2 separate regions of the Hordeum vulgare genome follow, and region 2 is linked to region 1. Evidence: chromatin contacts called from public Hi-C data. All regions are on one chromosome and are shown on one strand. The core of a region is the stretch at or near the end of the contact, and the rest is flanking DNA. Distances in the headings are between cores, read along the strand shown.

What was found. Hi-C and Micro-C count contacts between places; a contact is called where the count stands out from the background.
Region 2: a Hi-C map of leaf shows a contact between it and region 1, with 4 times the contacts expected there. The contact joins the promoter of LOC123409096 here to the promoter of LOC123407346 in region 1.

The regions. Positions count from the first base shown.
Region 1 is chr7H:78,829,966-78,835,511 of MorexV3_pseudomolecules_assembly, reverse strand. It overlaps LOC123407346 (alternative NAD(P)H-ubiquinone oxidoreductase C1, chloroplastic/mitochondrial), which reads left to right and starts at 3,526. Exons shown (of 11, transcript XM_045100460.1): 1 at 3,526-3,892; 2 at 4,120-4,310; 3 at 4,853-4,948; 4 at 5,148-5,214; 5 at 5,320-5,500. The coding sequence starts at 3,541. LOC123410985 (E3 ubiquitin-protein ligase arih1-like) reads left to right here. Exons shown (of 3, transcript XM_045103905.1): 2 at 1,051-1,787; 3 at 1,966-2,319. The coding sequence ends at 2,083.
Region 2 is chr7H:79,148,553-79,154,098 of MorexV3_pseudomolecules_assembly, reverse strand. It overlaps LOC123409096 (scarecrow-like protein 34), which reads left to right and starts at 2,269. Exons shown (of 1, transcript XM_045102080.1): 1 at 2,269-4,990. The coding sequence starts at 2,590. The coding sequence ends at 4,800.

The sequences.
Region 1 (5,546 bases), core at 2,277-4,776:
ATAATCTGGACCTACCCGTAGACTTTTCTCATCTTTCCCGTTAACTAAGAGTTTTCAGTTTTTTATATCAAACATGGTAGCTAGGTGCAGGTTATTCACTTAGCCTAGCTGTAATTTACCATCGGACCATCTCACACGGATTGTGTATTCTACAATCAGGATGGTTAAACTTACCAATCACTTTAGGCCATAGTACACACTTGTTTTCTCCCAGTTTTGATTATTTTGCTTCTCGTTTTCTTCTTTTTGGTATGCATGCTTTCTTTTTTTCGTATCGACATGTATTCTCTAGATGTGGATCTCAGCTAGCAATCTCCTGCCAAGAAATTCTTGGAATAAACCTGGTATCTACTAAACAAGAGGAGCAGCCTTTTTTTCGGGAAAACGCAAAGGTTTGCGTTTCTTTTCATTGAAAAGGGTGAGAATATGGACAGTACATGCCTACGAGAAGGAGGCTACAGGGGCTCAAAAGAAAAAAGGAAAAGGAAAGAAAGGCCTGCACAAGACTAGTGAACATCCCAGGTAAGCGGCACAATCGTCCCAAGGCCGGTGGCCCCAGCCCGAACCCAAAGGGAGGCTTCCTCTCTGATCTTTGCCGAAAGCATGGCAGTGGAGGGCCGTTCGCCGTCGAACACACAGGAGTTGCGGTGCTTCCAAAGCATCCATGCTGTGAGGAGGGTTGCCGTGGCGAGGCCCTTGCGCACCTAATACAATTTACATCACCTATGCGAGGACTTGTGTCTGCTTTACATGGACCCTTCGTCCTCCATCTTTTCATCTCTGTGCATCATGTCTCTTTATAGTACACTACATTACTCTTTGTATTTCCCGTCGTCAGGTTTGCTGAACACAAGCTCCAACAGGACATATATAAGGTGTCTGATTCCATTGTTGTAGAAGATTAGTTTGAGTTGTTCTTTTTTCTATTACTGATGTCTTAGTAATCTAAACAATTATTATTTTTATTGCGTATAATAGATATATTTAATGGTCACGTGATTGAATTCACTAGAACTGCACTGATCTTATCACCTTGTCATATTCGTCCAGATGCTTGGAACTTGGCGTCCCACAAAGAATAAGATTGAAGATATGGTAAATGAGGCTCTTTCACTGATGAGGAAATTCGAGCACTGTGAACTCTCACTTATTCCTCGAGGCCAAGTCGGTTATGCAACAAAATTAGCAACAGATTTAGTAGGTACCAAGAAGAGAGAGACCTGCGGCATCTGTTTGGAAGACACTGATGTTTCTAAGATCCACGCGGTTGAAGGTTGTGCACATCGGTTTTGCTTCTCCTGCATGAAAGAGCATATGAAAGTTAAGCTACGTGATGGATTGCTCCCAGCTTGCCCACAAGATGGTTGCACTACCAAACTAACTGTGAAGGGTTCAAAGATATTCCTGTCGCCACAGCTATTAGAGATCATGGTGCAACGTATCAGGGAAGGACAAATCCCTCCTACTGAGAGGATCTATTGCCCGTACTCCAAGTGCTCAGCCTTATTGTCTCCGCGTGAAGCGATAAGCTCATGGGGCTTAATGTACACTGCTGCTGGAGGTCTGACTTTGAGAAAGTGTATCAAATGCAAGGGTTTGTTCTGCATTAGCTGTAAGGTCCCATGGCATGCTGGGATGAGTTGCTGTGACTACAAGAGAAGGCACCCTCACGTTCGTTCAGAAGATGCCAAGCTGCGGAACCTTGCGCAGCAGCGGTCGTGGCGCAAGTGTGTCAAATGCAACCACATGATTGAACTCGCAGAGGGTTGCTACCACATAACTTGCGTGTAAGTATTTACCTCTGGCCATGCCATTCTCAGAACCATCTTTACTATGCTCAGTGATTTTTCATGTCAGGCTGTTCCTTACTCTATGGAATGTCTTCTGTGCGCTAATGCCCATTCTGGAGCCTCAAGACTTGTTTCCTGTTAACCTTTGCTGCATCCTGTTCTTTGCTTCTGGCAGGTGCGGCTATGAGTTCTGCTACACCTGTGGGAAAGAATGGAAGGACAAGAAGGCGACCTGCTCCTGCCGGCTATGGGATGAGCGCAATATAATCCATGACCGAGGAGGACGGCGATGATCGCATTGCTGACGATTACGAGGACGATAATCCAAAACTTGTATGCTAGAGAAAGCCTTGTGAGTTGTGACTTATATATCCTGGATTACGGCCGGTGTGATGAATGGTTCATCGTTGACATGACTATTTCTATCATCGGAGTCATTAGTGTATCGTCCACAATTTCGGAACCAACTTGTTTTGCCGTTGTAAGCTGCATGCTCAGCTACATGAGGTAGACAGGATGTCCTACATTACTATTTTCGCATCTCTATAGCTAGCAGCTTGTCTCGCGGAAATTGCTTTTGGCTCCCAAGCTCCATAGAGGTCTTTTTTTGAAAATAATTCAAAATTCAAACTCAAACTTTCTGGTTTTAAAACAATCTGAAAAACATCATGCAAGTAAAGAAGGATGTCATGTATATGTGTGTAAAATTTCAGGATAAAAAACGTTGAAATGCGATCTGTACAAAAAAGACAAATTCATGACCCTAGAAGATGAATAGTATCATGTGTTAAGAACTTTCAGATTTGTCTTTTTTGCACAGCTCTTATTTCAACGTATTTTGCCCTGAAAATTTACGCACATGTGTGTTACGTCCTCACATATCTCTGTATTTCTTTTCAGAATTTTTTTTGAAATGTAAAAATATAAATTTTTATGAAATTTGAATTTCAAATTTAAAGGCCTCCATGGGGAGGCAAACGTCCATTCTCCTTGTCTCGCCATCTTACTGTTTTAGTTTCTTTACTTTTGGTGTACATAATTTTGTTGTTTTTGTGAACCCAACAAATCTTTATATTATTTAACATTTTTTACAAATACGTAAAGAACATCTGGACGCATCACCCTTTTTTTTCAGATACGTAAAGAACATCTAGACGTGGTGCAAAAAAAAAGAACTTTCTTGCAACATACATATATAGTATTATTTTGAACCCTGATGGGTTGGGATACCACTGTCCCTCTAATCATCCAATCACATATTGGTTTGTATTTTTTTTTAAACAACCTTGCCAAGCTTTATTAGTGATCAAGAATGTTTACAGGCAAAAAGATCGACTCCTTTGGTTGGACATGGCGTCCAAAACCGAGTGTTAAAACATGTTTAGCAAGATTGTCAGCCTTGAAGTTCGAGCTCCTAAACTCATGAACTATGTTATAAAAAGACGAACAAACGAGATCGATCTATTATTTCATGTGAGATAGCTCGACACTCCGTCGCCGAGCACCTCTCCAGGTGGTTGACCACCATTTTGCAATCAGAGGCAACGTGGATCTCATCGACATACACGTCCTCTGTCAGAGCTTGTCCTTCACGAATAGCAAAAGCTTCCAGCGTTGCCGCCTTGGATATATATATGCTTGAACTTGGTTTGCACATGTATATAGCATTACACCACTTGATTTCTCCAAAACTTCACACTCTTTTTTTTTTTGTTCGAGTAATAACAAATAAAGGCCCATCTTGGGCGATATGGGCCTCCCCAATCAAACATTCACATTGAAGCCTGATCGTCAGCGGGTGGCTGGGTGTGCAGCCAGCGAGCTCGGAGGCTCCGCGACGACGCGGCCGGCGGAGGAGCCGCAGCGTTACGTGGTTGTGCTGCTGCCGCCGGCTCCCGTGTCTCACCCTCCTTGCTTCCCTCTTCTGCGCCTCCCCCCTCACCTCACATCGCCGGGAGCTACGACCGCACACGCGCCACGTCTGGCCTGGCCCCACCCCTCCTCCTCGCCGCCGATGAGCTGCCGCGCGGCTCCATGGGGCCGCCCGTCGCCCCCCCGCGGCCGGCCCTTCCCCGCCTCGGCGCGCCTCCGCGGCCCGTTCGGTGAGGCCGCAAGCTCCCCCCCAGCTCTCTTCCAGCGACCTCGGGGTTCTCTGATTTAAGCTCCATGTGGAGTATTGTGGGCATACTCGAGGCCCCGGCTTGTGTGCTTTTGTGACCGAGTTTGTGAGCTTTCCAGCTTTGGGGAATGGGGTGATTTGAGAAGTGGTGGATTCATTAGGTGACATTTTGTTCTCGGGCTAACCGACTGCTCACCTGGATCCTGACAGGGGGCATGAATTCGTGGAAGAATCCAATCCTCAAAAACTCGTGGAGAATCGGTGATGTCCCGGCAATGTTTGGGCTGCCGTCTGGACTGTTCAGATGCACGGCTTCAGGTGGCTCTGGGGATGGCGGGTTTTCTCGTCCTCAATCAATTGATGAAGCACCGATGCCGCTGTACCCCTGGCCAGACAAGCAGGTAGACTGGATTTGGATTACCCACATCCTTAAATCCATTGTTATCCGATGACTTTTTTTCTGTTTGATTAGCAAATTGGTAACACTATCAATGCTTATTTTACGTCTAAAGTCCTCTACTCCTTGACAAAGCATTGTTTAGCTGTTTTAGCATTGACTTGTGTATGTGGGGTTTGCAATTTTGTGCTAACTTTGTCCCGTTGAACACACTTTGGTTTGGTAGTTGGTACACTTCATTTAGAGATACCCAAATATATCTTATGTTCAGAGTAACACAGTATTTGTTATATTACAACACTCGAGTTTAACTGCTTGACGGTAAAACATTATTCATATGCAGGGATTTTTTTTGAGGAATTGTTGTCCTTACTTTTTTTCTAGACCAGGGTGTCCTTACGTTTTTGCTTCTGGAGTTCATGTCCTTCCATGCATTTTGTCTGTATGTAGGGTAAATTGTGAGTATTTATTGTTCAGCAGAAAGTTCGGTATGCTTCTGCTATAAGCCTTATGTTCCATTTACTAAATGTGGTCTCTTGTTTTCAGCGGCCACGAGTATGCATTTTGGGTGGTGGATTTGGTGGGCTGTATACTGCTCTGAGACTAGAATCTCTTGTATGGCCTGGTAATAACAAGCCTCAGGTAAAATGATGATGCTCCTTGTGCTAGAAACCTATATATTTGCCGGGTGGGTGCTATCCATTTTTACATCGAAGTAGCATGGGTTGGTGGTATTTGTAGTTTTGCACTTTTTCTCAGTCCGCATGTCCTGCAATGCACTCATGTGTGTTTGCTAAAGAAATGATGTAACATTTTACTAAGAAGGGGAAAAATGTTTCAGGTAATGCTGGTTGATCAATCTGACAGATTTGTATTTAAGCCCATGCTGTATGAGCTCTTATCAGGAGGTACTGCAATTTCAAGTGTAAAAATGCTTTTGCTGGTAATGTTATATATGGGGTCTTTTCACATTACTTCATGTTCTGACTGTTGGACTTTAATTTGGATGCCAGAGGTGGATGTCTGGGAAATAGCTCCCTATTTTACAGAGTTACTGAAGAACACCAGTGTTCAATTTGTGAAGGATAGTGTAAAGCTTCTTCGCCCTTCTGATCACTTAAGAAGAGAGCCTGGAGTATCATGCACTGGTGGAGTTGTTCATCTTGAAAGTGGCACTGCTGTTGAATATGATTGGTACGATGATATTAAATGTCATGGATTTGCAATAGCTGTCATGCTT
Region 2 (5,546 bases), core at 1,020-3,519, 320 kb before region 1:
TATATTACTCATCGTCGTCGTGAAAAATGGCCTAAGCTGCCTACGCCGCCTCCATGTGTTGCCGATGAGGTCGTCTGACCTCCGCAGCTGCCTCCGAGCGGATGGAGTTCCGGATGACCAGCTGCTCGGGTCACAGATCCACGACTGCCGGCGCCTCCTCCTCCCCCACATCCAGCGGAGGCGACTCCTCCATCGGCTCCTTCTCCTCCTTTCCCACAGCTAGCAGCGGCGCCTCCTTCGTCGGCTCTTGCAGGTCCTTCCCCACAGATAGTGGCGACACGTCCTTCGTCGGCTCCTACTCCTCCTCCTCTTCCACCCCAGCTCCTACTCTTCTCCGTCCTTCACCTCCTCGAAATCCTCCTTCTGATCCAGAGGTAGCCATGCCTTCCTCCGGATCCAGAGGTAGCCATGCCTCGCTCTGGATCAGGACCTGCTCAAGGAGCCAGAGACGGTGCTGGATTGTGTAGCACCGACGGCGTGGGGCATGGCTGACGGGCTCGGGTTGCACGACGAAACGGAGAAGGTGGATGTGCTATGGTTGGGGGATGTCGATCGGCTTAAATAGCTGGCTATGGATAAGGGTGGTGAGCCGGAGCAGTGCCACGTGGCGTTCACACCGCGGCGTCGGTCGAGGCACCCGTCGGACCCTCGGGATTTCGGGAGATTCCGCATGGGGACACGCCGTCAGGCTGACGTGGCGGGCGTGCTCGGGCTCCCCCATATTTGGGCTGGAAATAAGGTATGCCGGTCAGCCCAGGCGTTTGAGGCCGGTTTGAGGAGTCTATCTGAATCGCTTTTTTTGTAACCGGTCAGTGATCAGACGACCTAGCCGAGCGTTTGAGAAAAGTTCGAGGGATCCTACTGTAGATGTTCTTAGGTTCCCGGATAACGTATGAAATGCCAAAAAGAGATTACCATGTGAATGTATCTCCAACCCCGTGCATCGAAACTGATATACAAGACATTTATGGACACATCCGGATGTGTCACATTTATGAACACATCGTGATGTATCCACGAACGTCTCAGTCTCACATATAGGCGGCCATCTAATCTCTTGCATCAAATGACTCTCCCTTTCAGGAAAAAAAGTAAACCAAATATTAGTCGTGTAGCCTCACTTTGAATCTCGATCAATAACAATTAAATCATACATTTAAATCCTAATAAAAAGCAGAATTTTCAACAAGTTTTTAAAATTCATCAATCCCAAATTCAACCATATTCCTTCGAAGCGACATTTATCTCAAGTTTTCTCTTCTCAAGCTTGACCTTCTTCATCATGCATGTTGTTCACCCAAATGGGCTGGTCCTTGAGCTTCATCACACAGTGTGCCAATGCGAAGGCTTTGCCCTCCGTCCTTTGGTACATCACAACAACGTTTTCGGGCCATACAATGACGTGATAATCAAGCTACAACATTGGGTGAATCAAAGTATTGATCAACACCTAGAGCAACAACAAGTAAAACTTACGATCTCCATACGACGGGCGACTTGGTGAAGCAAGGATGGTACGACAAGAATTGGACGGTGACTGAAGTGATGTATAAGCGGCGACGACATTTTTGATTGGTACGGATAGAGAGCAAGGGGAGGAACATAGTGGGGGAAAGGGCCCCGGTAGGGGGTTGGATGGGTTGGATGTGTCGTGCACGCATCGAGACTCCCCCCCAATGCTTCCACAAGTTTGTTTTTGATTTTACGAAATTTGAGCATCTAGACCGGTTCATGAACTTATTATGCACAATCATAAAATGTTTAAACCACGTCTATCAATGTTTTGATGTATAGTGTTGAAGATGTCCTCAGTTCATGGTCTCATCATGTTTGTCATTCCGTGGAAGAGACGAGAGTGATCTGGAGGCCAACTTGTGAGCGTCAGATTGCATGTCGTCTCCTACCTTCATGGCAAAATTTCGGTTTTTTACCCTTTTAGTGAAGTAAATCGAGATCTGACCCTCGTTTGCAAAAGTTTCGGAATCTCATCATTTTCTTACCGCGAGGACCCATGACGATAGGGTATAACGACCTACCGCCAAGGTCCGTGACGATAGGAAAAGTGGCCACGTCAGTGCACTGCACCCCTACCGTCACAGGTGTTGCGCGGTAGCATATGTAACCCTACCGCCAAGGTCCGTGACGGTTGAGTGCGTTTGCGCAAACTTAATTTTTTTTACGATAAGACGTGTAACCCTATCGTCAGAATCCTTAACGGTAGGTTGTTATACGTGTCATCATGAGACCTGGCGATAGAAAAAATTTAGATTCTTATTCTTTTATAAACGAAGGTTCAGATTTTGATTTACTTGAGCACAAAAATCAAAACACGAAATTTAGCCTCCCTCCGTCGCCTCGGCCAGAGTCGCATTCTAGTCTCCGTGCAGGGCCGCGTCCTTCCTTCCTCGAACCTTCGCTCCGGTTGGACTTTCAATCCCAGAGCTGCCATTTTAATACCCCCAACCCCAGTCCATCCCCCCAACACCATTAGTGACTGCACCCATGTCTCCATCCCTGCAGCTAGTCAATCCATAGCTCCACACTCGTCGCACTCCGCACGCTTCGCCTCGAGGTTACCACTTACCAGCCATGGACGCCACGCCGGAGGAGTTCGAGCCGCTCTCGCCGTCCCTCTTCCTCGACCTGCCGCCCACGCCGCCCCCCGCCGCAGACGTCGACCTCGACTTCATCTCGCGCATGCTCATGGAGGAGGACATCGACGACAAGTTCTTCTACCAGTACCCCGACCAGCCCGCCATCCTCGACGCCCAGCGCCCCTACGAGCAGATCATCTCCGACATCACCACCGCCTCCTCCGGCTCGCCTAACGGCACCGCCTCCTCCGACGGCAACACCATCAGCAGCATCAACGCCGCAACGACGTCCTCCTCCGAGGACACCAACTACTCCTGGCCCTACGACCCGCTCGAGCTCTCCCAGCTCCTCCGCTCCCCGCCTTACCTCGACGACATGGTGTTTGGCGGCCTCGTCCCCGATTCCCCTGCCGATGAGGATGCCAGGAACTCGTTCCTCTCTGACCCCCCAGCTGCGGGGTTCCAGCAGAGTCCGGCGCAATTCAATGGCGCGGCCGATGGGGCCAGCGCGAACGGCGGCAGCCCGGGCACTCAGAATTCGGCGATCTTGAATGGCCCGGCGGGGGAGAAGGAGGCCAAGCCGAAGCCGGCGATGTTTTCCGCTGGCGACGGTGGTCAGGACGGGCTGCTCTCCGCCTTCTTCAGTAACGGCGGCGACATGGAAATGCTCAACATGGCCTTCCTCAAGGGCATGGAGGAGGCCAACAAGTTCTTGCCGACCAACAACACCCTCCTCGAGGCCTTCCCCCGCAAGGAGCGCGGGTTCACCGCCAAGAAGGAGGAGGGGGCGAATGGGGCTCTGACGCCCGGCAATGGCCGGGGCCGCAGGTACAGGTACGACGAGGACGACCCGGAGGCGGAGACCGCCAGGAGCAGCAAGCTGATGATGCCGGACAACGAGGAAACTGGCGCGCGCGAGATGTTGGACGAAATAATGCTGGAGGAGTACGAGATGTGCATGCAGGGGATACAGGAGCTGCGCGTCGCCATGGACAGCGAGGCCAAGAAGAACAACGGGAAGGCGGCGCGCGCGAAGCGGGGCGCCAGCGAGGCGGTCGACCTGCGCACCATGCTCATCCACTGCGCGCAGGCCGTGGCCGCGGGCGACCGCCGGGGCGCGACGGAGCTGCTCAAGCAGATCAAGCAGCACTCCGGGCCGACGGGAGACGCCACGCAGAGGCTGGCGCACTGCTTCGCCGAGGGGCTGGAGGCGCGGCTCGCGGGCACGGGGAGCCAGATCTACCAGTCGCTGGTGGCCAAGCGGACCTCAGTGGTGGAGTTCCTCAAGGCCTACAAGCTGTTCATGGCGGCCTGCTGCTTCAAGAAGGTGAACTTCGGGTTCGCCAACAAGACCATCCTGAACGCCGTGGCGGGGAAGCGCCGCCTGCACATCGTGGACTTCGGGGTGCAGTACGGGTTCCAGTGGCCGGGCCTGATGCGGTGTCTGGCGCAGAGGGACGGCGGGCCGCCGGAGGTGAGGATCACGGGCATCGACCTCCCGCAGCCTGGGTTCCGGCCGGCCGGGCAGATCGACGAGACAGGCCGGCGGCTCAGCAGCTGCGCCCGCGAGCTGGGAGTGCCGTTCAGGTTCCACGGCGTGGCGGCCAGGTGGGACACCGTGCGCGCCTCGGACCTGCGCATCGACCCGGGCGAGGTGCTCGTCGTGTACTGCCAGTGCGGCCTCAGTAACCTGATGGACGACAGCGTCGCGGTGACCACGAACGGGCCGAGCCCCAGGGACGTGGTGCTGCGGAACATCCGCGACATGAGGCCCGACGTGTTCGTCGAGTGCGTGGCGAACGGCGGCTACGGCGCGCCATTCTTCGTGACGCGGTTCAGGGAGGCGCTCTTCTTCTACTCGGCGCACTTCGACATGCTGGACGCGACCATCCCGCGGTACAACGACGTGCGCCTGCTGATCGAGCGGGACATCATCGGGCGGGCCGCGCTGAACGTGATCGCTTGCGAGGGCGCGGACCGGGTGGACCGCCCGGAGACGTACCGGCAGTGGCAGGCGCGGAACCGCCGGGCGGGGTTCCGGCAGCTGCCGCTGGACCCGGAGGTGGTAGGGATGGTGAGGGAGAAGGTGAGGGAGCACTACCACAAGGACTTCCTCATCGACGTGGATCACCAGTGGCTGCTGCAGGGGTGGAAAGGCAGGGTGCTCTACGCCCTCTCCACATGGGTTGCCGAGGATGATAGCTAGCTGGAAGTGTTCTGCGTGTTATATCAACAGAGATCTGTTGTTCTGCGTGTCAAGATGGCTTGGACTGGTGGTGGCACCTGTATGGTAGAAATAAGTAGAGATGCAACAAGAATAGGAGTACTATGTATGTAAATTACCGCAGTGCAACCAGGGTACTATGGGCTCAATATTAACAGTGGGAAGAAAAATACATTAACTCTCAATTTTTAATTCAAATAATGTATTTTTTTTATGATGAATATAGTATATTTTGTTTTTCAATCTTTGGAGGGGGGCTCAAGCGTGTTGAAGCACCCCCTTAGATTCGCCACTGCTTGGTTGTGTTGTCTTTATGTATGGCTATGCTCTCTTGGTTGTGTAACCCACGAACAACGACTAGCATGGTGCTTCGGAAGCAAGATGGCTCAGTGATTTTCATGCATATCCATATTTGTTCAAGGACTAGCGAGCGTTACGGTGCTCGTTCGCGGTCGCAAACGCACTGCCAGAAAAGGAAGAAGCACCAACTCGTCTAGTGAGGACACGCTAGAAAAGAAACCCGCGTAGCACTCACGCCTCGGCCCTCCACCTAATCATGCGTCCCGGTCCTCTCCCCAACGCCCTCATGCACCTGCCCGCCTCTCACGTGATCCTTTCCATTATTTTCCTTGAAGAACAAGCCCACGGGAGGACCCCTTCTTCCTCTTCCCCCTTCTTTCTTGCTCCTAACCAGATCTGGAGAACAAGGCTACCTCAACCCACATCAA